Linked DNA regions of Sus scrofa: regions 1 and 3 are each linked to region 2. Evidence: chromatin contacts called from public HiChIP or PLAC-seq and promoter capture Hi-C data. All regions are on one chromosome and are shown on one strand. Each heading gives the region's core, a stretch centred on a gene start, on an enhancer-like site or on the middle of the called end of the contact. The rest is flanking DNA. Distances are from core to core; before and after follow the strand shown.

Region 1 (4,211 bases), core at 176-2,675, 310 kb after region 2:
CCTGTCTCTGCTCTTTTCTGACTGCTGTGCCTTAGAGCCCAGAGAAGACCCAGAGGCCATCCGTGGTTTTCCTGTGAGAGCACGGGAGTGGGGACACCTCCCCCACTCCAGTGAAGCAATGCCCCAGAGCAAAGGGGAAGCTCAGGGGACATGTCACCCCACAGCCGCTCCGGACAATTTCTCTTTAAGAACTCTCATGTTCTGCAGGAATTTTTTTTTTTTCTTCCCCTAAACACAATACCCTCTGAAAAGGTTGTTTATCTCCTTGGTGGAGGGAATAAAAAAAGTTACTGTTTTTGAAGACCAAGCTAGAAAATATCTAGAAAACAAATGTTTGACACTTTCTAAAAGAAGCCTTTAAGGGAAATTTGGAACACAAGGCGGTGGTTGGCCAGCGCAGTGCCTTCTCTGCCATCCCCGACTGCACCCCAGGGTTTCAGCTCTTCTTCCTACTTGTTCCTTCACCTCGTGTCCTTTTAGGGAAAATTCCAGATATTTTATCTGCACATGGTTCAGAATATCATCTTTAAGAGCTAAGGATTCTTCCTTAAAATCATACTGACATAGTTTATAAATGTATTATCTTCTTTCTAGGAAAAAAAGACTATTACTGAAAGTAGAAGCAAAAAAATCACCCGTGGTCCCTTCACCTCTCCACCACTGTGAAGATTTCAATATATTTCTGTACAGATGAGAAAAAAAATAACTCGAAGGGATTTTTCTCCTTTCCCTACCCTATGATCTAAACTTTGTGAGCAACTTTGAGCTTATTAGATTTATTAGACCTAAGATGAGATTATTAGCACCGTGACATAGGAAACACTTTCTTTATCAGAGAGAAAAAGCCAGGTACAGGCAGCCGTATATTTTGGGAAGATTTTTCTTCAAGTAAGGAGCCATTTTTTTTTGTTTTTAAATGGCAAGTACTCTAATTTATAGAAATTCAGCTTTTCTGAAACACCAATCTTTAAAAATAATTCGGTAGCGTGTCGAGTGACTTTACCGGTACGGGAACTAAATTGTTGCTGACAAACGTGACTGTATGAATGTTTCAGCCCTTTGTCTGGAGAGAGATCTGCCTGCTCTAAAAGCAGCATCACAGCAAAGGGGATTTTGAATGTTAGCATGAACCGTTTTCTCAGCTCTTATTTTATGACCCATTTCTCTGGAAACAAGAAATTGATCACCTTAGACAATTTCCATAATGCCATACATTTAACAATTCATCCGTAGGGGCTTGAAATAAAAATGAATCTGGCTAACAACAGCAATGGATTTAAATGAAACGGAGGAGAAAGAAAGAGAACCTTACCGACACACAATAGAACCAGACTGATTTCCAGACCGAGAGTGATGGTGCCTCCGTTCACAGTGGCCATCTCTGTGTGTGTGCGTGTGTGTGTGTGTGTGTGTGTGTGTGTGTGAATGTGTGTGAGTGTGAGTGTGTGAGGTGGGGGAGTGTTTAAAGAGCCTTGGCTGCCACTGCTGCTGCTTTTTTTAGAAAGGAAGAAGGAGGAGAGAGGAACTGTTATTAAGGAACCATAATCAGGAACTTTTTGAAATTGTGTAACAATTGTTGGTAACCTAGTTTCACCATTTAAAATGGAGATTTTTTTTTTTAAGCCTCCAGCACATTTCTGAATGTTCATGGGGTCCCTTTTTCTTGGGTTTTGCAAATCCTCGAAAGTGTTCCATGTGGCGAGTGAGCTTTTGTTTTAGAGGTGGTGCCTATTCCCAGGAAGTAGTCTTCCACCGGTAATTTGTCCTGTCCATTTCCAGGCTAGTTCAGTTGTGGGCTGACTTGAAAAAGGGAATTTATTGCAAGGATTTGGGGGTAGCTTGGAGAGTCATTGGGAAGACTGGAGACACGTGTATGGGTCTACAGGCAAGAAAATTGCTCTTAGACATGCTGTAAAACCTATCTGGGGGGTTCCCGCTGTGGCTCAGGGGTAATGAATCTGACCAGTATCCCTGAGGATGCGGGTTCGATCCCTGACCTCCCTCAGTGGGTTAACGATCCAGTGTTGCCGTGAGCTGTGGTGTAGGTCACAGATGTGGTTTGGATCCCGTGTGGCTGTGGCTGTGGCATAGGCTGGCAGCTGTAGCTCCAGTTCGGCCCCTAGCCTGGGGACTTCTATGATGCCTTGGTTGCGGCCCTAAAAAGCAAAAAAACCCACCTGATCTGAAGAGCACACTGCTGCCCCCAAGCACTTGATGCTGCAGCATGGACCAAAGCCTGTCAGTACTGCTCAGCGCTGCCCCAGCCTCCTGGTCTAACACCACTGCTCCGCCTCCCTGGAGAACAAACCTCGAGTCCCCACTTGGGGTTGTTAGCTTTTCCTTCCAGGTCTCAGGCGATTGTGTGTGAACTTAGGTCATGTTCCAGTGCCTTAGCTGCAAGAAAGGCGGGGAAAGCTGCTTCCCCAGGCGGTGCCTCCCTCTAGGAAGAGGGGTGCTGGGCCACCGAAAAGCACGCAAAATCTTTCCACTGTAGTGTTTGTACTCTTGGCACCTGTTGATTATATATTTGTCTCATTTACTGAAAGCTATCCTCCTCAGTCTGAATTTAGTAACATTTTTTTTTGTCTTTAGCCTTTTCTAGGGCCGCTTCCTGTGGCATATGGAGGTTCCCAGGCTAGGGGTCGAATTGGAGCTGTAGCCACCGGCCTACGCCAGAGCCACAGCAACACGGGATCCGAGCCGCGTCTGCAACCTACACCACAGCTCACGGCAACACCGGATCGTTAACCCACTGAGCAAGGCCAGGGATCGAATCCGCAACCTCATGGTTCCTAGTCGGATTCGTTAACCACTGCGCCACAATGGGAACTCCTAGTAACACTTTTAATATTATTGTGTATTGTTTACATCATCAGAGCATCTGTAAGCACCTCCAGATTTATATATAACACAGTGTGTGTCCTAGTATTTCCAAGAAATACTAGGTTGATTCATCCACTATAGTGTGTTAACCCCTCTCTAGTTCTGGAGCTTCACATTTGTGAAATTGTTCGGAAAAGTTAGAAAGTGGGATTGAGCGCCTTTGAACAACACACTGAATGATGTTTTTATAAATTAAAATCCTTTGCTAGCCTGCTTTTATTTTCAGCCTGATAAACCTCTCTAGTTAATTTGTTGCATAATTTAACATGAGTGGCATTTTCGTGGGTTTATCCAAAACCCGCTTTGAAATTTTGTTACTCTCTGCTTCAGGTTTGCAGTCTTTAATGAGCAGTTTTCCAACCACATTAACCCTTGCTCCCCAGTCAGTCTAAAGGAGGGTGATTCCTGAAACTGTCAGAGAAATTGTGGGCTTTGGATCCAGTTAAACCAGGGTTCGCATTTCTTTTTTTCTCTCTTTTTTTAGGGCCGCACTCGCGGCATATGGAGATTCCCAGGCTAGGGCTCCACTCGGAGCTACAGCTGCCGCCTACACGACAGCAACATCAGATCCGAGCCAAGTCTATGACCTACACCATAGCTCACGGCAACGCTGGATCCTTAACCTACTGAGCGAAGCCAGGGATTGAACCCACAACCTCATGGTTCCTAGTCGGATTCATTTCCGCTGCGCCACGACGGGAACTGTAGGGTTTGTATCTCTGCTTCCCCTTTATTAACCTTTCAGGTGTGGGTTCTTCATTCCTCCTAAGCGTGGACTTCCTCTCTCTGTCCTCCTCCTGCTGGGGTACCTGGGAGATAATCCGTCAAAGCACCCAGTTCTTGGCACACACCAAATCCTTGGGCCGATATTGCTCTTCCGCTCTGTGAGTAACTTGTTTGTTCAAGAATTTAACTTAATGTTTTCCTTTGTTTTAGTAGGTGGCAAGTGGGATAAACCATCCGAAATTTTGGAAATCAAGGGACAGAACTGGGAAGAGCAAGTGAACAGTCTGCCTGAGGTTTTCAGAAAAGCTGGGTTTGTCATCGAAGCGTTCACCAGACTGCCATACCTGTGTGAAGGCGACATGTACAATGACTACTACGTTTTGGACGACGCTGTCTTTGTCCTCAAACCAGTATAAGCGTGTGGCGATCGCAGTCTTCGGGGTCCCCCCCCAAGAACGTACGCTCCAGGAGAGGGTCTGCGTCCTCAATGACACGAAGGGAGGACCTTTGGGGGCTGCCGTTCCCGAGTATCACGTAGGAATTTCAAAAGCCAAAATACTAATTATCTCTTTGTAGTGCGTAAAAGGAATGTTTTTAAAACA
Region 2 (4,580 bases), core at 1,045-3,544:
CACCCTGTCTCCCGCCTCCTTGTGTACAAAGTGGGCAAAATAAGAGGGTCGTGATGAGAATTAAAAGAGAGAAGGTCTGTAAAGTGGTTACCACTGTGCCTGACACAAAGTGAATGGCCTGTAAATATCAGCTCTTATGACAACCCCAAAAAGGTGCATCAAAGCAGGCGTTACAAATGACAGGTGGCCCTTGACAACAGAAACATGTTTACAAGCTAGTGTTCAGGGAAAGCAAGGAGCAATAGATAAGAGTCTACTCTTGTTAGGAAAATGTAAATAGCCTACATGGATACCTAGATAGCAGCTCTGTCTCTGGCCTGCCCACACTTGTTTCTCTGTGTCTGCCTGGGACTCACCTGAACACTCAGCACTCCCTCCAGTTCCATGGGAGAATTTGGTCACACCATTCCAGGCTTTGACCAAAGAACTCTTTGGGGTGTAGGGAGGGGGCTATGTCTCACATCCCACCACAAACTGTTTAAACAGCCCCCACAAGCCATCACCCAACTGGGAGCTTTTCCCCATCCTTCTCAAATCACCTGGCTGCTTCCGCATGGGGCCGTCCCTCCATCCTACCTGCAGGAGAAGAGGGGGGGTCCTTCAAATTTCTCTCTCTCTCTCTTTTTTTAACCCCAAACCAGCAGGAGCCCTGAAATAAAGATGCCCTTTACCAAGAAGAGCCACCTTGGACATCTGCTGGGCAAATGTATCTCTAAAGCCTCATTTTTAAAAATCATTTTTATTTTTTCCATTGTAGTTGGTTTACAGTGTTCTGTCAATTTTCTACTGTACAGCAAAGCGACCCAGTCACATACACACACACGTATATTCTTTTTCTTACATTATCCTCCATCATGTCCATCACAAGTGACTAGATATAGTTCTCTGTGCTACACAGCAAGATCTCATTGCTTATCCCCTCCAAATGCAGTAGTTTGCATCTATGAACCCCAAGCTCCCAGTCCATCCCACTCCCTCCCCCACCTTGGTAACCACAAGTCTGTTCTCCAAGTCCATGCATTTCTTTTCTGTGACAAGCTTCATTTGTGCCGTATATTAGATTCCAGATATAAGCGACATCCTACGGTATTTGTTAAAGCCTCATTTTTATGATCTGTAGAGTAAAGCTAGTGAGACCTACCTCTAGGGTTGGTGTGAAGAGGAATGAGATAAATCACTCGATAAACATCACTGTTACTTTTATTTCTAAGAGTTGTGAAATTTCTAAAATTTCCCTAGAAGGTTTATCTGGAAGAATATCCATGTGTGCACAGTAGTTATCATTCGTTTTATTGCCTTTTCTTCTTTATAACTTTTCATATCTATTCATTCATATCACAGGCATTTATTAAGCACTTACTATGTGCCAGGCCATGTGCTAACAGGAATACAGACAGCAATGTACTAGGCAGGTCAGGGACCTCTAGAGATGATATTAAACAATTATACACATTCCTACTGTATAGCATAGAGAATTGTATCCAGTCTCTTGAGATAGACACCATGGAAGATGATATAAGAGACAGAATGTATGTACATGTGTGACTGGGTTGCTTTGCTGTACAGCAGAAATTGGCACAACATTATAAATTGAAAACATTTAAAAGTTAGTGTTCCTGACGTGGCGCCCCGGAAACAAATCCAACTAGGAACCATGAGGTGGCAGGTTTGATCCCTGGCTCACTCAGTGGGTTAAGGATCTGGCATTGCCGTGAGCTGTGGTGTAGGTCGCAGACGTGGCTCAGATCCAGCGATGCTGTGGCTGTGGCGTGGGCCAGCAGCCTTAGCTCGGCTCAGAGGCCTAGCCTGGGAACCTCCATATGCCAGTGGGTGGGGCCCTAAAAAGACAAAAATAAAGAATAGAAAAATTATACACATGATTGCCGTAGTCATAAGCGCCTAAGTTTTTACGAAGCAGAAATCCGGGGTGGGATGGGGGGGCGATCCATTCTTGATAAAAATATTTTAAGGTTATGCTTAGAGAAGTACCAACGACGACATGCGATCACTCTTTGGAAAGGACTTGAATACAGAACGAGGCAGCCAGCTATGGAGGATGGTAAGGTGCGGTGCGCAAGGGAGGAGTTGGCTGTCCCTTGGCGGGTCAGTGCCAGGCCCTCCCCACCCGATGGGCCCTGAAGCCGTATACTCAGCAGGCTGGGGAGCTGGGGACGGAGCGCCGGCAGGTCCACGCGGCGGCTGCAAAAGCGGTGACGGCCACGGGAGGGCGGCCACGTGAACGATGCACCGAGTGCCCGCCCGGCCGTGGCCCCGCCCCTGCCTGCCTCCTCCTACCCAAGCCCCAGCTCCAGCTCGGCTCCAGTGGGGATCCGCCGCCCGCACACCCAGCGCTGCAGCCGCCCCAGCTCCGCAGACAGTGGTCTGCGCCCGCGCCCTTGGAACGCGCCCCCAGCACACGGGATCCTTCCAGCAGCCCCGCGTGCCCCCTTGCGCCCCGGGATCGGTCCGGCGGCCGCAGCTGCCTCCTTGGAGCGCCCGCCTGCGCGCCCGGCTCTCCGCTCCCCGGCGCTCTCGGGGGGCCCGCCCGCCCTGCACCCTGGAGCACCGGGCCACGAGCTTCTGCCAGCTCCTCTGGATCCTCGCGGCCGTGAGCAGCGGCTGCCTCGCCTGTCCGCCCGGAGCAGGTAGGTGGGGTGGCGGTTGGCTCTGAGAGCCGGGATCGGGCGCTGCAAACAGGCTGGGGCTTAAAAGTGAGGACCCAGGCGGAAGGGACGGGTGAGGGTTAGGCTCTTCGGGGCTCAGTGTTTGCTTCTGTAAAATGGGGCCGTCGTGCAGATTCACGGCAGTGACTATAGGAAAACTACTCGGCACGTGATGGTGTGGGAGAGGCAGCTTGGGGGCCGCCAGCCGGGGCGCCTCGGGGCCCGCAGAGGGTGGGGACAGCCCTGCCTTCCTTCCCCTGCAGGGCCCAGAGCCACGTCCCCTTCCCCGGCCCCCGAACAAGAGGCCCTAATTCCCAGAACCCCGAGGACAGTGTAGACGCGCCCTTGCTGCATTGTTGGCTGCGGGAGTTCGGGTGTTGGCAGTCTCCGGGGACGTGTGCGCCAAGAGACTGGGCATTAATATGCGGGCGGCGACGCGGGGGCGGGAGCCTACCGGGTGAGTCCCGGCCTAGATCCGCTCCGCGGGCCTGGGGGAACGCGGGGAACCAGCCTGGTTGTCCGGCTAGTGAGAGGGAGGGGGGCTGCTCCGTCTGCCCCGTGGGGACGCGGTGTGAGAGCCTGACTTCTGGGACCTCCACCCTGGAAGCTGCCTGCCTTGGGGCCCATCAGCCAGGACATTGTCCACCCCCTCTGATTTTACGGAGGAGGAACTTGAGGCTCAGAATGAGCCAAGGGCAGATACCCGGAACTGTGGGAATATAGAGCGAGCAGGTGAGAGCGGAGAGCAAACGCTGTGTGTGTGTGTGTTGGGGGGAAGGTTATTGGGCAAGACTTCCTGAAGAAAGTGATGCTTGAGCTGAGCTGGAAAGGATGCCAGTGGGAGGAGGAAGGGTATAGGGGTGGAGTTGTGCAGGTGTCTTCTCCCTCTGTGGGCTCCACAACACCTCACATTCATTCTTTTGGCTCACGTGTGTATTCAACAAATATATTGCTTGATGACGGGAATTCAGGTGTAACATGGTTGGGATTGCCGCCTCCCTTTCCTCTCAAGTTCTTTGATGTTGCGTTTTTTTGTTTGTTTGTTTGGTTTTTTTTTTTTTTTTTTTTTTTTTTTTTGTCTTTTTACGGCCACACCAGCCGGCATATGGAGGTTCCCAGGCTAGGAGTCTAATCGGAGCTGTAGCCGCCAGCCTAAAGCCACAGCAAAGCCAGATCCCAGGTGTGTCTGCAGTCTACACCACAGTTCACAGCAACACCGGATCCTTAACCCACTGAGTGAGGCCGGGGATTGAACCTACCACCTCATGGTTCCTAGTCAGATTTGTTTCCGCTGCACCGCGATGGGAACTCCTCGTGTTCTTCCTAAAGACAGGGTGTAGGCTGGGGTCCCAAGTTCTTATCTTTTGCAGGGTGTGGGGAGGCAGGAAGTAGGGGCCTGATGATCACTTGAAATAGTCTCAGTTTGCATGTGATGCTTTGTGTACATTCTGTGCTTGGAAGTTTTGTTTTTGTGTGTGTGTGCTTTTTTGATTAAGGCTAATTAAGGATGTGTCATTGAAATGATTTTAAAACTTTTTTTTTTGCTTTTTAGAGCTGTACTCGGGGCATATGGAAGTTTCCAGGCTAGGGGTCGAATTGGAGTTACAGCTGCCAGCCTACACCTCAGCCACAGCAACCTGGGTTCTGAGCTGTGTCTCTGACCTACCCCACAGCTCAGGGCAGCGCCGGATCCTCAGCCCACTGAGCGAGACTAGGGATCAAACCCCCATCTCATGCATACTAGTCAGATTGGTTTCCGCTGCACCACAATGGGACCTCCATAAAACATTTTTTAAAGTATTATGTGACAGAGATGGCTCTTGGTCACCAACACCTGTGTCCTCTTCTCCTGGGGTGTCACCCAGATGGATTCCCAGGCTCTCTTCCAGTTGGGTGGGCCTGAACTGAGTTTTGGCT
Region 3 (4,512 bases), core at 1,703-4,202, 270 kb after region 2:
GCAACGCCAGATCCAAGCCTCGTCTTTGACCTATACCATAGCTCACGGCAACGCTGGATGCTTAACCCACTGAGCAAGGCCAGGGATCGAACCCGTGTCCTCATGGATACCAGTCGGGTTTGTTAACCACTGAGCCATGATGGGAACTCCAGATGAACATTTCTTGTGAACATTGTATTTGCACTGGTCAGTCATTGTCCCTAACCTTTTATGGAGCTTTCTGTCTGCCTGGGAAAATAGACACTGACCATGCAGTTATATACAGGTATGCAGCTCAGTGGTCATAACTCTTACCTCGGAGACTTGGGGGATGTGAGAGAGCATTAGAACAGGGGATCCGTCCTCGTCTGGAAGTTCAAGGGAAACATACCTGAAGACATACTGAGGCTTAGCTTGCATTAACCAGAGGGAGCAGGTTGGGGTGGTGGGAAATGCAGGGGATGAGCAAAGATCATGTGAAAACAGCCTCGGGAAAGAAGCCTTCCAGAAAAAGAAAGCAGGGTGCAGCTTTGGGACATAGTGAGTGGCTGGGTGTTAATGGGTTGGTAGGGGGTGTCATGAGCTGACAAGCCATGTAGGGCCTTATAAGCCATGTTAGGTATTTTGGATATTAATCTTCATAAGACTTCTGTGAAGCGAAGTAGTGACATGATTAGTTTTGCATTTAAAAATTTGCTTTTTTTTTTTTTTTTTGTATTTTTAGGGTGTGAGATTCCCAGGCTAGGGGTCGAATTGGAGCTGTAGTCACTGGCCTACATCACAGCCACAGCAACGCCCGATCCGAGATCTGAGCCACGTCTGCGACCTACCCTACAGTTCACGGCAATGCCAGGATCCTCAACCCACTGAGTGAGGCCAGGGATCAAACCTGTGTCCCCAGTGGATACTAGTCAGATTCGTTTCCACTGAGCCATGAGGGGAACTTCCTAAAGATTTGAATTTTGACAGTGATTTGCCTGGTCACTTAAATTTTCAAACCATTTTAAATTTCTGAAAGACCAAAAATGCCCACCTGCATTAGATGTATATGCATGTCTTAAAAAAATAAGAGCTTTGTCAAGATATGCTTCGTGACCATGAAATTCCTCTTTTTAAAGTGTACAATTCAGTGGTTGTTAGTATATTCACGAAGTTGTACACCCATCACCACTCTCTAATTTTAGAACGGTTCCATCACTTGGTAAAGAAACCCCACATTCCATTGTAGACCCTCCCCAGTGCCTCCTCTCCCTAAACCCTTGGCAACCACAATCTACCTTCTGTCTTTGGATCTGTCTCTTCTGGACAATTCGTGTGAATAAAATCATGTAATTTGTGGCCTTTCGCGACTGGCGTATTTCACTTCGTGTTATGTTCAGGGTTCCTTCATGTCCTCTCATGAATCAGTACCTCATTCCTTTCTGTGGTTGAATAGTGTTCTGTAGAATGGACCAGTCCCCTCTCGTTTATCCATTCATCACTCCCCCTCTCGTTTATCCATTCATCACTCGATGGACATTGGAGTTGCTTCTACTTTTCGGTAGTTATGAATCATGCTGCTATGGCATCGATGTTTGTATCCCACAAATGGGCAGGACGAACCTAAATTTCACCCTTTTATTTTTTTATTTTTTGTTTTTTTTGTCATTTCTTGGGCCGCTTCCGCAGCATATGGAGGTTCCCAGGCTAGGGGTCGAATCGGAGCTGTAGCCACTGGCCGACACCACAGCCACAGCGACTCGGGATCCGACTCGGGATCCCAGCTGCGTCCGCAATGCCAGAGCAAGGCCAGGGATCGAACCCGCAACCTCATGGTTCTTAGTCGGATTTGTTAACCACTGAGCCACAACAGGAACTCCTCACCCTTTTATCTTTAAAGAGAAGGGCTTGGCTCCTTTTTATTCTGTAGCACATTCTGTCCAGTAAGCATTTTCTTTTCTGCAAGATTTGTGCGGCATTTAGGTTCAACCGCATGTGTTAACGTTGATGAATTGAGAGAAATGCTGTTAAAAACTTGAGTTTTCCGTTTGGCCCTTGCAAGTATTATGTGCAGTTAATGGTGCCAGTTCTTGCTTAGTCCTGGAAGTCAGGGTCCGTTATTGTTCTCATGGTCCATTTACAAGTGGGTGCCAAGGAATTCTTAGCTCCTCTGTTCCACTTGAATGCCTTCTTGTCCACATTAATAGAATGTACCTGATTGCCTATTACCAAGGTAATGGCTTTCATCTTGATTAGTCATTTCAGAGGATTTGAAAAAAAAAAAAGGTAGAATGGTCTTAGTATTACAGAGTTCAGAATGTGAACCAGGAGGTCAGGACTGTAATAAAAAATGGTCTATGACCTGCACTGGGGCATAACTTCAGGCACAATGAGTATTAAGCGTTAGTTAATGATTAAATCCTGAACATTTTCAGACCAAGGAAAAAAGGTATAGGCCGTGCATGTACGAAGCTTTATAACTTGTCAAGTAGAGTGGGAAAAATAAAAATAGCGTCATGTTCAAGCAGTTTTGGTAACAGTGTTTGATGGCCAAATAACACAAATCAGTCAACAATTGGAAAGATTTGGTTTATCTACTTAGGGCACAGATTTGTAAAAAGCTTATTAGTTGGTCTTTGTCATTTTATTGTATTTATTTATTTATTTTTCTTTTTAGGGCTGCACCCCCCCCCCCCGGCATATGGAGGTTCCCAGGCTACTTTGACCCCGACGCCCAGCCACAGCAACGCAGGATCTGAGCCACATTTGCAGCCTACACCATGGCTCGTGGCAACACCGGATCCTTATCCTTAAACCCTCCGAGCGAGGCCAGGGATCCGAACCTGCATCCTCATGAATGCTAGTCAGATTTGTTTACCACTGAGCCACACTGGGAACTCCAGTCTTTGAAATTTTAAAGCACTTGTTTGCTTCTTTGTATTAGATTATAACTGGTTCCTTTCAGTGTTAGTGTCAGGAATGTTGCTCAAGATTTCATTCAATATTAGGCAAGCTTAGGATGACTGTAAAATGGTGCAAGCAGTTACAGGACACCTCCTGCTGATGAATGGGCTTTTCTTTTTTTTTTTTTTTTTTTTGGCTTTTTGCTATTTCTTGGGCCGCTCCCGCGGCATATGGAGGTTCCCAGGCTAGGGGTCCAATCGGAGCTGTAGCCACCGGCCTACGCCAGAGCCTCAGCAACGCGGGATCCGAGCCGAGTCTGCGACCCACACCACAGCTCACGGCAAGGCCAGATCGTTAACCCACTGAGCAAGGGCAGGGACCGAACCTGCAACCTCACGGTTCCTAGTCGGATTCATTAACCACTCTGCCACAATGGGAACTCTGAATGGACGTATTTTTCAGGGGAGGCAGATTACTTTTGGCTCCTTATTAGGAGAAATTGATTACTTCTTAGCAGATAATGGATTCATAGTAACTGGTCTACAGTTTTCATCGTGGTCCTTAACGGCTTTAGTTTACTTCATTAGGACATATTAGAGGACTTGATCTCATTGTTATTATTGTTATAGGAGTCTCTCTCTTTTTTTTTTTTTTTTTTTTTTTTTTTTGGTCCCTTTAGGGCCGCACCCCTGGTGTATGGAGGTTCCCAGGCTAGGGGTTGAATCAGAGCTGTAGCCACTGGCTGACACCACTGCCACAGCAAAGCCAGATCCGAGCTGCATCTGTGACCTACATCACAGCTCATGGCAACTTAACCCACTGCGCGAGGCCAGGGATTGAACCTGAGTCCTCATGGATGCTAGTCAGATTTGTTTCTGCTGAGCCATGACGGGAACTCCTGTGATAGGAGTCTCTTGTGTGTCTGGTCCCATATTGAGGATTTGCCTGCTTTATCTTGTTTAATCTTCTCCATAAGCCATCAGGATGGATAGTGACATCTCTAGTGTACAGATGAATTTACAGAAGCTGAGAGATTATGTGAGCTTACATAACAGGAGTGGCTGATCCGGGACTTGGTGATGGGCTGACTTTAAAGCTGCTGTGCTCTGCAGTTGGCTCCCCCCTCTCTGGTGAACTCAGAATGAAAATGAGAATCATTTATTATGCAAGATTACATATACTTCATCCACAGTTGAGGTTCTTTTTTTTTTTTTTTTTCCCTTCTTTATTGGGCTGAACTCGCAGCATATGGAGGTTCCCAGGCTAGGGCTCCAATTGGAGCTACGGCTGCCAGCCTCCACCACAGCCACATCAGTTCAGAGTCACATCTGCAACCTACACCACAGCTCACAGGAACGCCGGATCCTTAACCCGCTGTGCGAAGCCAGGGACTGAACCTACGTCCTCATGGATGCTAGTGGGATTCATTTCCGCTGAACCACGGTGGGAATTCCCACAGTTGAGCTTCTTGAATTTTGTTCTAAAAAGTGCATGCTGGTTAGAGCCTGTTTCTGGAAATCTGCTTCATAGTGTGTTATTACTTTGTCTCTTCATTGATCGCCATGTAGCCTTAAATAACTTAATCTTTCCCAAGCTCATCTGGCCCCTGTCTGTTAGAATGTTGCAGGACCTGGTAGAGCACACCTCCGT

Evidence for each region. Promoter capture Hi-C pulls out the DNA fragments that hold promoters and counts their contacts. HiChIP or PLAC-seq counts read pairs in DNA pulled down with a chosen protein or histone mark.
Region 1: a contact with region 2 is called in a promoter capture Hi-C map of fetal liver, with 2.5 times the contacts expected there. The contact joins the promoter of IGSF6 here to the promoter of EEF2K in region 2. A contact is called at or near these places in 1 of 5 promoter capture datasets (fetal liver), 1 of 47 Hi-C or Micro-C datasets (alveolar macrophages) and 1 of 2 datasets of contacts at active chromatin or transcription factors (alveolar macrophages).
Region 3: an H3K27ac HiChIP or PLAC-seq map of alveolar macrophages shows a contact between it and region 2. The contact joins the enhancer-like site here to the promoter of EEF2K in region 2. A contact is called at or near these places in 2 of 5 promoter capture datasets (fetal liver and liver), 4 of 47 Hi-C or Micro-C datasets (embryonic fibroblasts, fibroblasts, mesenteric adipose tissue and 1 more) and 1 of 2 datasets of contacts at active chromatin or transcription factors (alveolar macrophages).

Annotation. Positions count from the first base shown.
Region 1 is chr3:23,670,376-23,674,586 of Sscrofa11.1, reverse strand. It overlaps IGSF6 (immunoglobulin superfamily member 6), which reads right to left and starts at 1,425. Exons shown (of 6, transcript NM_001243387.1): 1 at 1,313-1,425. The coding sequence starts at 1,379. METTL9 (methyltransferase like 9) reads left to right here. Exons shown (of 5, transcript NM_001243367.1): 5 at 3,820-4,211. The coding sequence ends at 4,025.
Region 2 is chr3:23,977,945-23,982,524 of Sscrofa11.1, reverse strand. EEF2K (eukaryotic elongation factor 2 kinase) reads left to right here and starts at 2,294. Exons shown (of 19, transcript XM_003124551.6): 1 at 2,294-2,645.
Region 3 is chr3:23,705,506-23,710,017 of Sscrofa11.1, reverse strand. All of the region lies in intron 1 of METTL9 (methyltransferase like 9), which reads left to right. Among named protein-coding and RNA genes, the nearest start is that of METTL9, 12 kb to the left of the region's middle. Within about 2 kb of position 2,952, at least 6 of the 83 cell types and tissues checked have an H3K27ac peak or open chromatin away from gene starts, as enhancers often do. A contact at or near this core is called in alveolar macrophages, where this site is marked.